4 separate regions of the Danio rerio genome follow, and regions 2, 3 and 4 are each linked to region 1. Evidence: chromatin contacts called from public Hi-C, HiCAR-type and HiChIP or PLAC-seq data. All regions are on one chromosome and are shown on one strand. The core of a region is the stretch at or near the end of the contact, and the rest is flanking DNA. Distances in the headings are between cores, read along the strand shown. Region 1 holds the start of urod (uroporphyrinogen decarboxylase). Region 2 holds the start of toe1 (target of EGR1, exonuclease). Region 3 holds the start of xkr4 (XK related 4). Region 4 holds the start of elovl8a (ELOVL fatty acid elongase 8a).

What was found. A called contact is a pair of places that touch in the nucleus more often than the background predicts. HiCAR-type assays count read pairs that join an accessible place to other places. HiChIP or PLAC-seq counts read pairs in DNA pulled down with a chosen protein or histone mark.
Region 2: a contact with region 1 is called in an H3K4me3 HiChIP or PLAC-seq map of gastrula embryo, with 4 times the contacts expected there. The contact joins the promoter of toe1 here to the promoter of urod in region 1. A contact is called at or near these places in 4 of 18 Hi-C or Micro-C datasets (caudal fin, embryo and hematopoietic stem cells) and 2 of 4 datasets of contacts at active chromatin or transcription factors (caudal fin and gastrula embryo).
Region 3: a contact with region 1 is called in a Hi-C map of hematopoietic stem cells, with 1.8 times the contacts expected there. The contact joins the promoter of xkr4 here to the promoter of urod in region 1. A contact is called at or near these places in 2 of 18 Hi-C or Micro-C datasets (hematopoietic stem cells and an unstated tissue).
Region 4: a HiCAR-type map of caudal fin shows a contact between it and region 1, with 4 times the contacts expected there. The contact joins the promoter of elovl8a here to the promoter of urod in region 1. A contact is called at or near these places in 5 of 18 Hi-C or Micro-C datasets (caudal fin, embryo, fibroblasts and 1 more) and 1 of 4 datasets of contacts at active chromatin or transcription factors (caudal fin).

The regions. Positions count from the first base shown.
Region 1 is chr2:30,914,750-30,917,972 of GRCz12tu, forward strand. It overlaps urod (uroporphyrinogen decarboxylase), which reads right to left and starts at 1,324. Exons shown (of 10, transcript NM_131347.1): 1 at 1,259-1,324. The coding sequence starts at 1,284. It overlaps lyn (LYN proto-oncogene, Src family tyrosine kinase), which reads right to left. Exons shown (of 13, transcript NM_001004543.1): 13 at 3,095-3,223.
Region 2 is chr2:30,724,542-30,727,460 of GRCz12tu, forward strand. toe1 (target of EGR1, exonuclease) reads right to left here and starts at 1,319. Exons shown (of 7, transcript NM_001256682.1): 1 at 877-1,319; 2 at 734-774; 3 at 75-171. The coding sequence starts at 990. si:ch73-382f3.1 reads left to right here and starts at 1,999. Exons shown (of 4, transcript NM_001256683.1): 1 at 1,999-2,434; 2 at 2,550-2,703. The coding sequence starts at 2,285.
Region 3 is chr2:31,126,586-31,129,440 of GRCz12tu, forward strand. It overlaps xkr4 (XK related 4), which reads right to left and starts at 1,285. Exons shown (of 3, transcript NM_001012258.2): 1 at 176-1,285. The coding sequence starts at 861.
Region 4 is chr2:30,742,040-30,744,898 of GRCz12tu, forward strand. elovl8a (ELOVL fatty acid elongase 8a) reads left to right here and starts at 1,284. Exons shown (of 8, transcript NM_001076593.1): 1 at 1,284-1,481; 2 at 1,644-1,710; 3 at 1,893-2,080; 4 at 2,157-2,237. The coding sequence starts at 1,479.

The sequences.
Region 1 (3,223 bases), core at 74-2,573:
ATGAAAACAATGAAAATTGACAATGACAATGAAAATTGACAATGAAAAGCAATATTCATATATAAACACTGCGACATGAAATAAATGATTCTTTTCTATTGCGACTCAATTGAAGACATAATTTCAGTTATTTTTACTTTATTTGTGCCTTTATTAAGACAAATTGGATGTACAACAACATGAAATTTCTATAGTCTCTTACCAAATAAAATATGCAGCTAAATAATTATAAAAACTATTTATACCATTTAAAAGATGCTGGGCTATCTGTAAGTAACAATGATTATTCAGTAATACGAACACCTTTATGCTAGTTTTACAGTTTATTGTGATTTAATATTCCTAAATAACTTATTCCTAACAGCTTTTGAATGGTAATGCATGTGATGTATATTGGAACGTACATGATAAGTACCATAAAACAGAATTACACTAACTACCACATAATGATGACAATAGAGTTTGAGTTCAGTAAGTATTTACAGTATGATAATGATACCCTTTATTAATGGTTATTTTAAATTGGCCAACAGTTTGAAAATAATGCATTTAATCCCCCTCTATGATTCATATATTAGTCCTCTGAGAGAGTTTTATTTATCGTATTTACTTATTTGTATTTTTGTTTAATAATAATAATAACAATAATAAATAGTATTATTATTATTATTATTATTGTTGTTATTATTAGTAGTATAGTAACACACACACACACACACACACACACACACACACACACACACACACACATATATATATATATATATATATATATATATATATATATATATATATATATATATATATATATATAATACTATATTACTATTTACTGTGTTTACTATTTTTAACTATACATGTATGTTTTATTAATGTAAACTTTATAAATGCTTTGGCAATGCATTTGTAACATTTGTCATGCCAATAAACCAATTATTGAATTGAGAGAGAGAGAGTTTAAGACATTTAAGCTTTAAGTTAGAACTTGTACAATTACGTTTAACGGAAATGTACACAAATGTTTTCAAAACAAACGACAGGGGTTAAAGTTAGGGAAGTACTTAAATAACATGCTAACAGCAGAGATATTGCCTGCACAAACAATCATTTGCTTGTATTATATCACGGACGTCATCCATATTAGAGAGTCTGTAACTTGAATAACGTGTTGTTTTATATCAATAAGCGCTGGCCTTTATATTTTAAAATCACCAAACACAACTGTCAACACTCATTCATTGATTAATCAATAACTTACAGAATGAAACTGTCCTTATCCATCATGACCGGCTTCACAGGAGAGCTTGAATGGGATTCAGCAAACTTGTCAAGCTGTTTTATTCTGCCTGACTCTGTGTTGTAACAGTATAACGTCACGCCTCCAAACTGAAGGGCGCGGCCATCTTGAAATGATCACATGACCGAACTAGAAGAGAAAGCGACTTAAAGGAACAGTTCGCCAACAAACTAACAAGCAAATAAATGAAACAGAATAAAATAAAACGCTTTTTATTGACTCGCCCTCTCAGGACCATGTTTAGAAGTGAATTTCAAAGCAACATTAAAAGAAGACTTCAGCTGGAAGAACTATGCACGTGGTAGTTAATAAATGTCAAAAAGTAGCATATCATCATTATGAGAGTCAGAAAACAAAGGCAAGTTTGGTTTTTCCTTTTTTCAGATTGGATTGACGCTAGGGTGACACAGTAGCTCAGTGGTTAGCACTGTCAGCTCACAGCAATAAGATCGCTGGTTCAAGTCCCAGCTGGGTCAGTTGGCATTTCTGTATAGCTTTTGCATGTTCGCATGGGTTTCCTCCTAGTGCTCCGGTGTTCCCCACAGTCCAAAGACATGTGCTATAGGTGAATTAAACTAAATTGTTCAGAGCGAATGTGTGTGAATGTTGTGTATGGATGTTTCCTACTACTGGGTTGCAGCTGGAAGGGCATCCGGCGTGTAAAACATGCTGGATAAGTAAGCGGTTCATTCCGCTGTGGCAACCCCTGATGAATAAAGGGATTAAGCTGAAGGAAAATGAAAAAATGAATTGACCCTTTTAGGCGAATATGAATTCTCCCATCAGGTAGACCTAATTTCTTTTTGGATGGCAACATCCCTACATAAAATGAACAATGGTTTTATCTTGAACGTTTTATGGCGTATTGATGATCATGTGTATAACCTTGTGTTTACAATATGCTTAAACTGCAATTTGTATTGCAAAACTTTTAGCAATGTTTAGCAATTTGTGGTTAACATAATAGGAGAATAACCGGCTTTTATTGGATTTATCAGTAGTAAAATCATGGTTCATTTTCGCTTGAAGTGTTAGTATTGGTAGCACTTTATTTGAGTCCTGTTATGCACTGTATGCACACATGCGTAATGTAGTGCACAGTATCATGCAAATTAACTTTAACCCACAGCCAAATAAAACCCAGTATTTTCTGTTGAGGTAAAGTTGATTTAATAGTCAGTCACACATTCAGACTTTCTCCTTAATATTATCATTTCAGAAAAGTAATATTTGCAAATTCTAAATTGTGGAATCATAGACAGGGTGGCTCAGTGATTAGCACTGTCGCTTCACAGTAAGAAGGTTGCTGGTTCGAGTCCCAGCTGAGTCAGTTAGCATTTCTGTGTCGAGTCCCCCACAACCCAAAGTCATGAAGTATAGGAGTATTGCGGTTGGAAGAGCATCCACTGGGTAAAACATATGCTGGATAAGTTGGCGGTTCATTTTACTGTGGTGACCCCTGATTAATAAAGGGACTAAGCTGAAGGAAAATGAATCAATAAATAGTGGAATCATATTAGCAGCACATCAAGTACAACATTGTTCACTGTCAAATAAATAGTGCTAATGTTGTTTTAAAGTAATACTCATATGTGTTTCCATACTGAATATTCAAAGTACCATGGTAAACAATATAGGGAGCATATCACGAGTTGTCACTGATTGAATGTGTGTATGTAAAAGCAACTTTACCTCAATGTTTTTCTCTTAGTAAGTACACTGCTAGCACACTAAGTAAATGCACTGTAAAATAAAGTGCAAGGAGAGAATGTTGTCAAGAAACTCCATGCAAAAAGGTTTTACTAATCACAAAAGATGAATTTTATTATTTGTCTAATGTACAACTGTACAGAATATTTTAAATGTACAATGCATTTCATTCTTAGCAAAAAAATCACAATCAACAATTTGTAAGCTTAATTACAA
Region 2 (2,919 bases), core at 69-2,568, 190 kb before region 1:
ACACAAACAAGAAGAATTAGTCTAATGTCCGCTTATATTCAGAAGAAAACAGACTGTCAAGTAGACACCCTTACTTTGTTTTCAAGCTCCTTATAACAGGCAAACCCCAAAGACAGTACAGATCGGGTGCGGGCAGCATGGCATATGGCATTGTACCTGTCTTCAATCGACCTTTAAAGGGAAAAAATGTCTATTTGAGACAAAGTAATGCAAATGTAATGAATAATTTGAAGGGAACACATTTTTGCTGCATTAATTACTACATTTTAAAAAGTAAATATGTAGGGAGAACACTGTTCTGTCTTATTTCCCAGAACAGATTTCTGCTGTACATCAAGACATTTCCGCATTTACATGGGAAACACACTATAGTACAACTATTGCGATAACTAAAAAAATGAAACAAAGGAAAATGAAGTTCTTGATTAAAATAAGAAATATCTACAAATTTGAACTGAACTGTTATCTAATGACAGATATCCTTGTTTCATGCATCAGTACAATTTTAGGAAAACAAAACCCAAGTTCTTCATTTTACACCTCTAATAAATGTTCTTTTAAATATGTTAAGATAGTTTATTGCACAAAAAATACTGAGGAAACTATTATTTTATGCAACGTTTAATTCTATTTACAAATGTTAGATCCAAAGACATAAACGAGGCCTTAAAAAATAAAAAAGGCCAGAAAAACTTTGTCTTTTAGTTTTAGTTTTTTTAATCACACAACTTACTCAGCTAGAAGAGCTTTCCTTGAACCAAGACCACTCAGTTCCTAAAAAAAAAAAAGACATATAACATTAAATTGATCACATTGCTTTGTGACAGTATTTATCTTTCGGTTGAGTTTCTGAAGGAATAGTGTTGTTTTTCTCACCGTATCAATGGCGATGAATGAAGACGTTTTAATGGCTATCACCATCGCCGCCCACAACTCCTTAAAATTGTTTCCCTGCACATCAATCACTGGGATTATCATTGAGGACGACATTATTTCTGTGGACAAACTAACCGAAAGCACGCATTTGCTGAACGGAGATTTTATTTTTTTTATTGTTATGTCACAAATGTGGGTCTACGTCACCAATATTATTTAAAACAAAAAGAGGATCCTGTCAATGCAGATAGTGTAGGCTTTTCGAAAACATCATTTCTGAGAGCAAATACAACCATAACCGAAAATAAGTCAACTAACGTAACATGTCCAAACTCTCTACTTCGCGCGTTTTACACTCTGTTCATTTATTTACTACTTTAAATGTCTAGTGTGTTTGTTCAATGCACCCCTCACACTTCTGCCCATCGCCTGTGAAACGTGAGTGTGTGTGTGTGTGTGTTTTCTTTCCGGTTAGAGGTTCTTCTACGTTTAATGGCAGTTTTCATAACGTTTGTTATCGCCACCCACTGGAATGGAGTATAATGAATAACGTTTGGAGACAAAAATACTGTAAATTGGTTTAGCTTTTAATACAAAAACACAACGCAAATATAATAGTTTTAGTTATAAAAATAATTAACGGCAATACTACTTCAATCTGACCTGTTACACATAGCTTATGTGACATCTAAAACTAAAAGTTTAATGTTAACAGCTGTAACGTTAGTAATAATATTTTTATATTAACTTTTGCTCTTTGAACCGTTTTTATCTTTTGTTTACGAAACTCAAACCTTATCTGATCACAAATAAATTACATTCATCTATTTTAAATAGCACAAGTAACATTATCTTTGTAATACTTATGCGAATACCTTTAAAATATGAAATGAAAATAAACGTTTATGCACATTTTACGTTGTTTATTGACAGTAATTATAATCGTTTTTTTCTTTATCTTAATTGACGTTACTTCCTAAATACAATAACAAATAGTAACGGTGGTGGAATTGTAAAACCAATTTTAAACGGTTGTTTTTCGTCGAAGGAAATTATACATGCCGTAACGTAGCCATTTCCACACAGGCAAAGATAGAGTCCTCTATCACGTAATACGTCATCACGTCTCTTGCCGAAGTTATCGGCGCCATTTTGGCTCAAACAAACTCTGCATTTCACTTACTAGTAAAACATATTCGTCTTCCAGATTCGCATTTTTAACTAAATCAATTAAAGAGACCGCCCGTAAACTCGTTGTTTACGTCTGCTAAAACTACTGCTGTCTGTTGTTCTAAAGTCTAAAGGGTTTTTAATAATACACCTGCTAAGTCCTCTGCTAGCAGACCGCTACTTATAATCGTTGTTTCGCACAGATGTGAAGTTAAATACTTGGCGAATGTAAATAAAAATGGGTGGATGCTCCGCTCCTAACTGCTCGAACTCTACAACTATTGGAAAGCAGCTTTTTCGCTTTCCGAAAGACCCGGTGCGCATGAGAAAGTGGCTCGTAAACTGTCGGCGTGATTTTGTACCGACTCCCTGCTCCAGACTCTGCCAGGCAAGTGAAACGCGTGCGCATTTAACACTCTGCACAAGAAAACAAATGTGCCTTCAGACATCCTCTTTTGTAATCGTATAAATTAGTCACAGAGTTTCATTTCCATGACTTGCAGGACCACTTTGAGGAAAGCCAGTTTGAGGAGATCGCCAGATCACCAGCAGGGGGAAGGAAACTCAAACCCAACGCAATCCCGACGCTGTTCAATGTGCCAGACCCTCCCTCTCCTGTCACCCCTCAAGCAGTGTTACCTGTCAAAAATGAGCCAGGTAAATTGATCAATGCTGAGCCTCTAAGAGGACATATGAGATTAAAGGTAATATTATAGTTTGGTCACAGAGGTATAAGGTTTCTTTTAAAATATGTATGGTCCATGGGAAACTTTGCATTTGTTTACCAAAGTTTTATGTTCTTCTGCAAGATTGATAAAACTTTTAAAATAGGCCTATGCGTATTTGCTCATAAAAAGCTTGCATTTACTCTTA
Region 3 (2,855 bases), core at 35-2,534, 210 kb after region 1:
TCTCCAGCCTCCACAGTGTGAGTGTAGGCCTTAAACGTGTCTACCAGTCCAAACTCAAGAACAAGCTTGTTCAACCACACTGCTCTGAACAAAATACGTGCTGTGGGGAGTAAATAGACGACCCCGCTCTTCAAACCTCAAGTACCATTGACAATAAAGCGCTGCTCAAACTCACCTCCAGATTTGTCCGAGCTGTAGGATGTGAATGACGGACTGCAAGAGCCAGATACAGAGGGAACAGGACGCTGAGCGTGTCTTACTAGTCCGGGCTGCGGTAGCGCTGTTGCTGCTGTTGCTCGTGGTGTTGCTCTTGCTCGTCGTGGACGCCTGTCTTTGAGGCGTGGACGGGTGGGCTCCAACGTCTCCGTGCGAAGCGGAGCTGCTAAGGAGCTTCCCGTCCATGTGAGAGCAGCTCGCCGTTCCCCCGCCGCCTCCGGAGCTCTCCTCGGTGCTGAAATCATGGACGAACCATCGGAAACTGAAGACCTGCACCGAGAACGAGCCGAGCACCACGAAAAACAGCGTTAGCCCGAACCACCAGTAGTCGCGGCGGAGGTAATAGTCGACAGAAAGCCAAATATCAGTGCCCACATCCGCGAAATAAACCGTCACTGCGGCGAGGATCCACAGACAGTCCCAGACCGTGTATTTTTGCTGCTCCCTGCCAAGGCGGAGACATGTCGAATTTGAGCCACAGCACCGAGACTCCCCGTTGACGAAGTCCGCCTCTCCGGTTCCAGAATCCGGCTGCGATCCCGGAGCGAGCCCTTGAACCGAACCTGAGTGATCCGAATTCTGCAAAGGCGTGAATGCTACATCGCTCTTCTTCATCTTTAGCACCCCGTCGGATTTTGCGGCCATTGTAGCAGCTTTGTCTTCCCACCGTTTTCGCGTCTTCTCCTCGGCTTCTCTCTATTCCAGGCGAAGAGACACTGGGCTGGGCGACCTCCTCTTCCGCCAGCTACAGCGCCGCCTGCTCATAACAAAGCAACACTTCCTTTCGGTAGCGGGTACGAACCATATGCTCTCCCATGGCTCCTACTTAAAACTATGACATCATTGCTTTGCAACTCTTCTTCAGGCGCACGTCGCGGTCTTCGATATCCAGCTCTTGCAGCGCAGCCTTTGGCCAACTCCACGGCTGTGCAGATAATATAGTCTACGGCAGCGCTATATTAAAGATGTGCCCGCTCGGTTGCTATGGCATTTGTAAACGTGCGTTCCACCCTACATTGAACACACATGTCTACGCCGGACGCAGGCGGCCAGTCAAAAGTAAACAGCTCCTATAATAAATATTAGAACTCGCTCGTGGCTGTATTCTTTTATTTCTCACACACTGCACTGCACACCTACTGTAGCCACTTTATTATTTCCAGACCATCTGAAACCAAAAAATTAAATTAAATTAATAAATAAAAAACGTAAAAAATTCTGGTCAGCTATTTGAAAACGTTTATCACATATAGAAAAACAATTGGCTTACGAATATAAAGTCTAAATACTAACTAATATTAATAGATAATAACTAATAGATATCTTTAATTTACAGTCGAATATATTTAAGTAATAGCCCACACAAGGGGTAATACAGCTTTAAATAAAATAATAATAATAATATATATATATATATATATATATATATATATATATATATATATATATATATATATATATATATATATATATATGTGTGTGTGTGTGTGTGTGTGTGTGTGTGTGTGTGTGTGTGTGTGTGTGTGACTGTATATGATTTGAGTAAATGAATATTAATAATCTAATAATCATCATGTATACAATTTTTAAAAACATATAGGCTATAGCGATAGCTCTGAAATAAGGCGATCACAGCTGATTGGTCCGTGTTAACGAACATTCTATGATGACGTGCTGCTTCGAAGTCTCCACAGAACACAGATTCGAACGCTTGCAATAATATCGTTCATGTTCTGCAAAATAAGTACTGTCACAATTTAATGTGAAAATTAAAAAATTAAATAAAATTACCATCAACAGAAACAAAAGATTCCAACAAAACTATATGAAGGCAAACCAAATTTTAGCACGTATGCTGGATAATAAGCAGCAATTATGTTCCAACAGCGTTCTTGTCTCGGTCTCACGGTGTTTAAAAGGTTCAGCACCATGGAAAGCTCATCTTCTCAGTTCATTACTATGGCTCAATGTGCACACTGTATGCAGAAGTTGTATGGCAAGCCAATTAAACTTTAAATTATTCCTACAATTATGGCAAGCCATTTGAATTTTAATCGTTATGACTGATGATTATGCACTAGAGATGCTCGGATCAGCTGAAATATCACCCAAATCCGTGGGTTCACACTATTTATCCACTATTTATCCACCTTCCCGCACATATAATTTTATATAAACATTCATCACATATAGGCAAACAAAGTCTAAATACTAACTAATTCTAATAGATAATAACTAATATATATCTTTAATTATTGAGTCATATATATATATATATATATATATATATATATATATATATATATATATATATATATATATATATATATATAAATTTAATAATTTAATTATTTTTAGGCATGATGATAGGTTACAGTGGATTGTTCGTTATTACCAGTAGATTCAGTGAGCTAATCTGCGCATTTCTGATAGTACAATAATACACTAATTGTAAATTTTACATTTGTTCATAAAAACAAAAGTTTGTCTTTAGACAATAGTTTCTTAATTTTCAAAAAGATACACATAAGAAAAATAAGACATTTTTGCTATTACAAATACAGAAAAAGAAAATGTACCAAAAGCCTTAATGGCAGCTATGTTACTGTATGTTTACCTGAAATTTTTCTGTGCACTTT
Region 4 (2,859 bases), core at 34-2,533, 170 kb before region 1:
CCACGTAGAAATAGAGTATGACCTACCTTTATTTTTATTAGTATACAGTTTTTCAATGTATACAAAAGCCTGCAGTAAAGCTACAAAAAGATGAGGGATTTACTGAGAATAATATACAATATAGCTTCTTTAAAACATAAAAGGTTAGTGTTTCTTTAGTTAAATATAACTTGATTTAAAGCACAAAAAGTAGGCCTATATATATATATATATATATATATATATATATATATATATATATATATATATATATATATATATATATATATATATATATATATATATAATGCTCAAAATAGCAGTTGATTGTGATAAAGTTATCCAGGGGATTTTGGTAATCAGTCTAAACCCCTTAACTCGCCATTGAGCCACTGATGCTGAACGAGAGCTCTGTGTCGTAATTCCATCATGTTCTTTCTCTGGTGGAATAGAAATAGTGAATTGTTTTCTCTTTTTTTTTATATTTCCCAAACTATGTTTAACAAAGCAAGAAAGGTTTTACAGTATTTCCTATAATATTTTTTTCTTCTGAGGAAAGTCTTATTTAAAAAAAAACATTTTAACGTCAAAATTATTAGCCCCTTTAAGCTGTATTTTTCTGATAGTCTACAGAACCAACCATCGTTATACAAAAACTTGCCTCATTACCCTAACCTGCCTAGTTGACTTAATTAACCTAGATAAGCCGTTAAATGTCACTTTGAGCTGAATAGAAGTGTCTTGAAAAATATCTAGTAAAATATTATTTACTGTCATCATGGCAAAGATAAAATAAATGAGTTATTAAAGATGAGTTAATAAAACTATTATGTTTAAAAATGTGTTAAAGAAAACTCTCAGACATTGGGGGGATAAAATAAAGAGGAGGCTAATAATTCTGACTTCATCTCTCTCTCTCTCTCTCTCTCTCTCTCTCTCTCTCTCTCTCTCTCTCTCTCTCTCTCTCTCTCTCTCTCTCTCTCTCTCTCTCTCTCTCTCTCTCTCTCTCTCTCTCTCTCTCTCTCTCTCTCTGTGTGTGTGTGTGTGTGTGTGTGTGTGTGTGTGTGTGTGTGTGTGTGTGTGTGTGTGTGTGTGTGTGTATATATATATATATATATGTATATGTATGTATATATATATATATATATATATATATATATATATATATATATATATATATATATATATATATATATATATATATATGTATATATAAAACGCTCAAAATAGCAGTTGATTGTGATAAAGTTATCCAGGGGATTTTGGTAATCCGTCTAAACCCTTTAACTCACCATTGAGCCACTGATGCTGAACGAGAGCTCTGTGTCGTGATTCTATCATGTTCTTTCTCTGGTGGAATAGAAATAGCGATCATAATTGACATTTTATCACAGTTAGTCTTTAAAGATACAGTACAACCTTCAACGAACTCTTGTGCTGTGTCTAAAATCAACCGATAGATGGCGCTGCGGTGCGTTGCTCTGTGAACATCAAACGCAATGGTAAGTCAAGTCCAAAATATTTACAGATATTAATAGATAAAAATACGACACGAGAGGTTATTCTGTATGGGTTGGTTTCGTTTGTCTTGCTTCTTTCCTATTTCCTTTTTACAATGTACCCATACCTAAACACCTGTTTCATTTTCATTATTAATTGCTCAGGTGTCTGTATCACCGTCGACATGGCAAAAGCTTCAGATACTTTACGAGAGGATCTTAGAAAACGGAGGTCTGAATTGCTTTCTTCACACCTAGTAGGCCTATAACATGCATATGCTTATATGTAGATTACTGGTTTAGATTCACTGATTATTATCTTTGACAAATTGGTCCTCACTGGATGTTTTATAAATGGCTTTCTGTTAGAGTAGTTTGACGAGCTGATGAAGTAGAGTTGGTTTATTTCCACAGACAAGAGGACAGATGGATGGCTGCTGGTTTATTCTCCGCTGCCTGTCGGCGGAATCTTCCTCTGTTATCTTGTCATGGTATGGTTTGGACCCAAATTGATGGTTCACAGAGAACCAGTCAACATCCAAGCTCTACTTATTATTTACAATTTTTCCATGGTGTGCCTTTCTGCTTATATGTTTTATGAGGTATGGACCATAGACAAATAAAAACATTCATTCATTCATTCATTCATTCATTCATTCATTCATGTTTTGCTTTCAGTTCACAGCCTCCTCTTGGTTGGCAAGTTACAGTTTGCTCTGTCAGCCTGTGGACTACACTGAAAACCCTCTGCCAATGCGGGTGAGCAAGTTAACTTTGTATTGATTTTTTATTTATTTTTTTTGTACAATTATTAAATGATGTTAATATTTTTATTGATTTATGATTCACAATAAGTGGAACAAAACAAGCTGAAAAAATAAGGACAAATATAATGTTTTTATTTTGCATGTGATCTGATCTAACCTCTCATATTGTCTCTTTAAAGAACATGCATCCATCACTTATTTTCAACACCATCATACACATTAAACATCAATCAAGATGTTTTTAACATTTTCAAATACATTCTCATTTGAGCTGCACAATATATCCTTTCAGCATTGATATCGCAATGTGTGCATCCGCACTAGTCACATTGCAAGATATGCAATGTTGAGTTTGTGTGTATATATATATATACATATATATATATAGATGGCCAGAAACCACAAGTCCAAACTCATAAGATATGTAGAGACACTGCATTTTGAACCATAATGAAGTAAAAGTTTATCATCTGCATGTGTTTTTAGGGCCTGTGACTATGTTAGCATTTAAAGAGAGTTTAAAGCATTTTAATAGTGCATAAGAGTTTAACAAAAATAAAATAGATTGATTATTCATATGATTATTTACCTGAATACTGTTACTCTCTCCAATA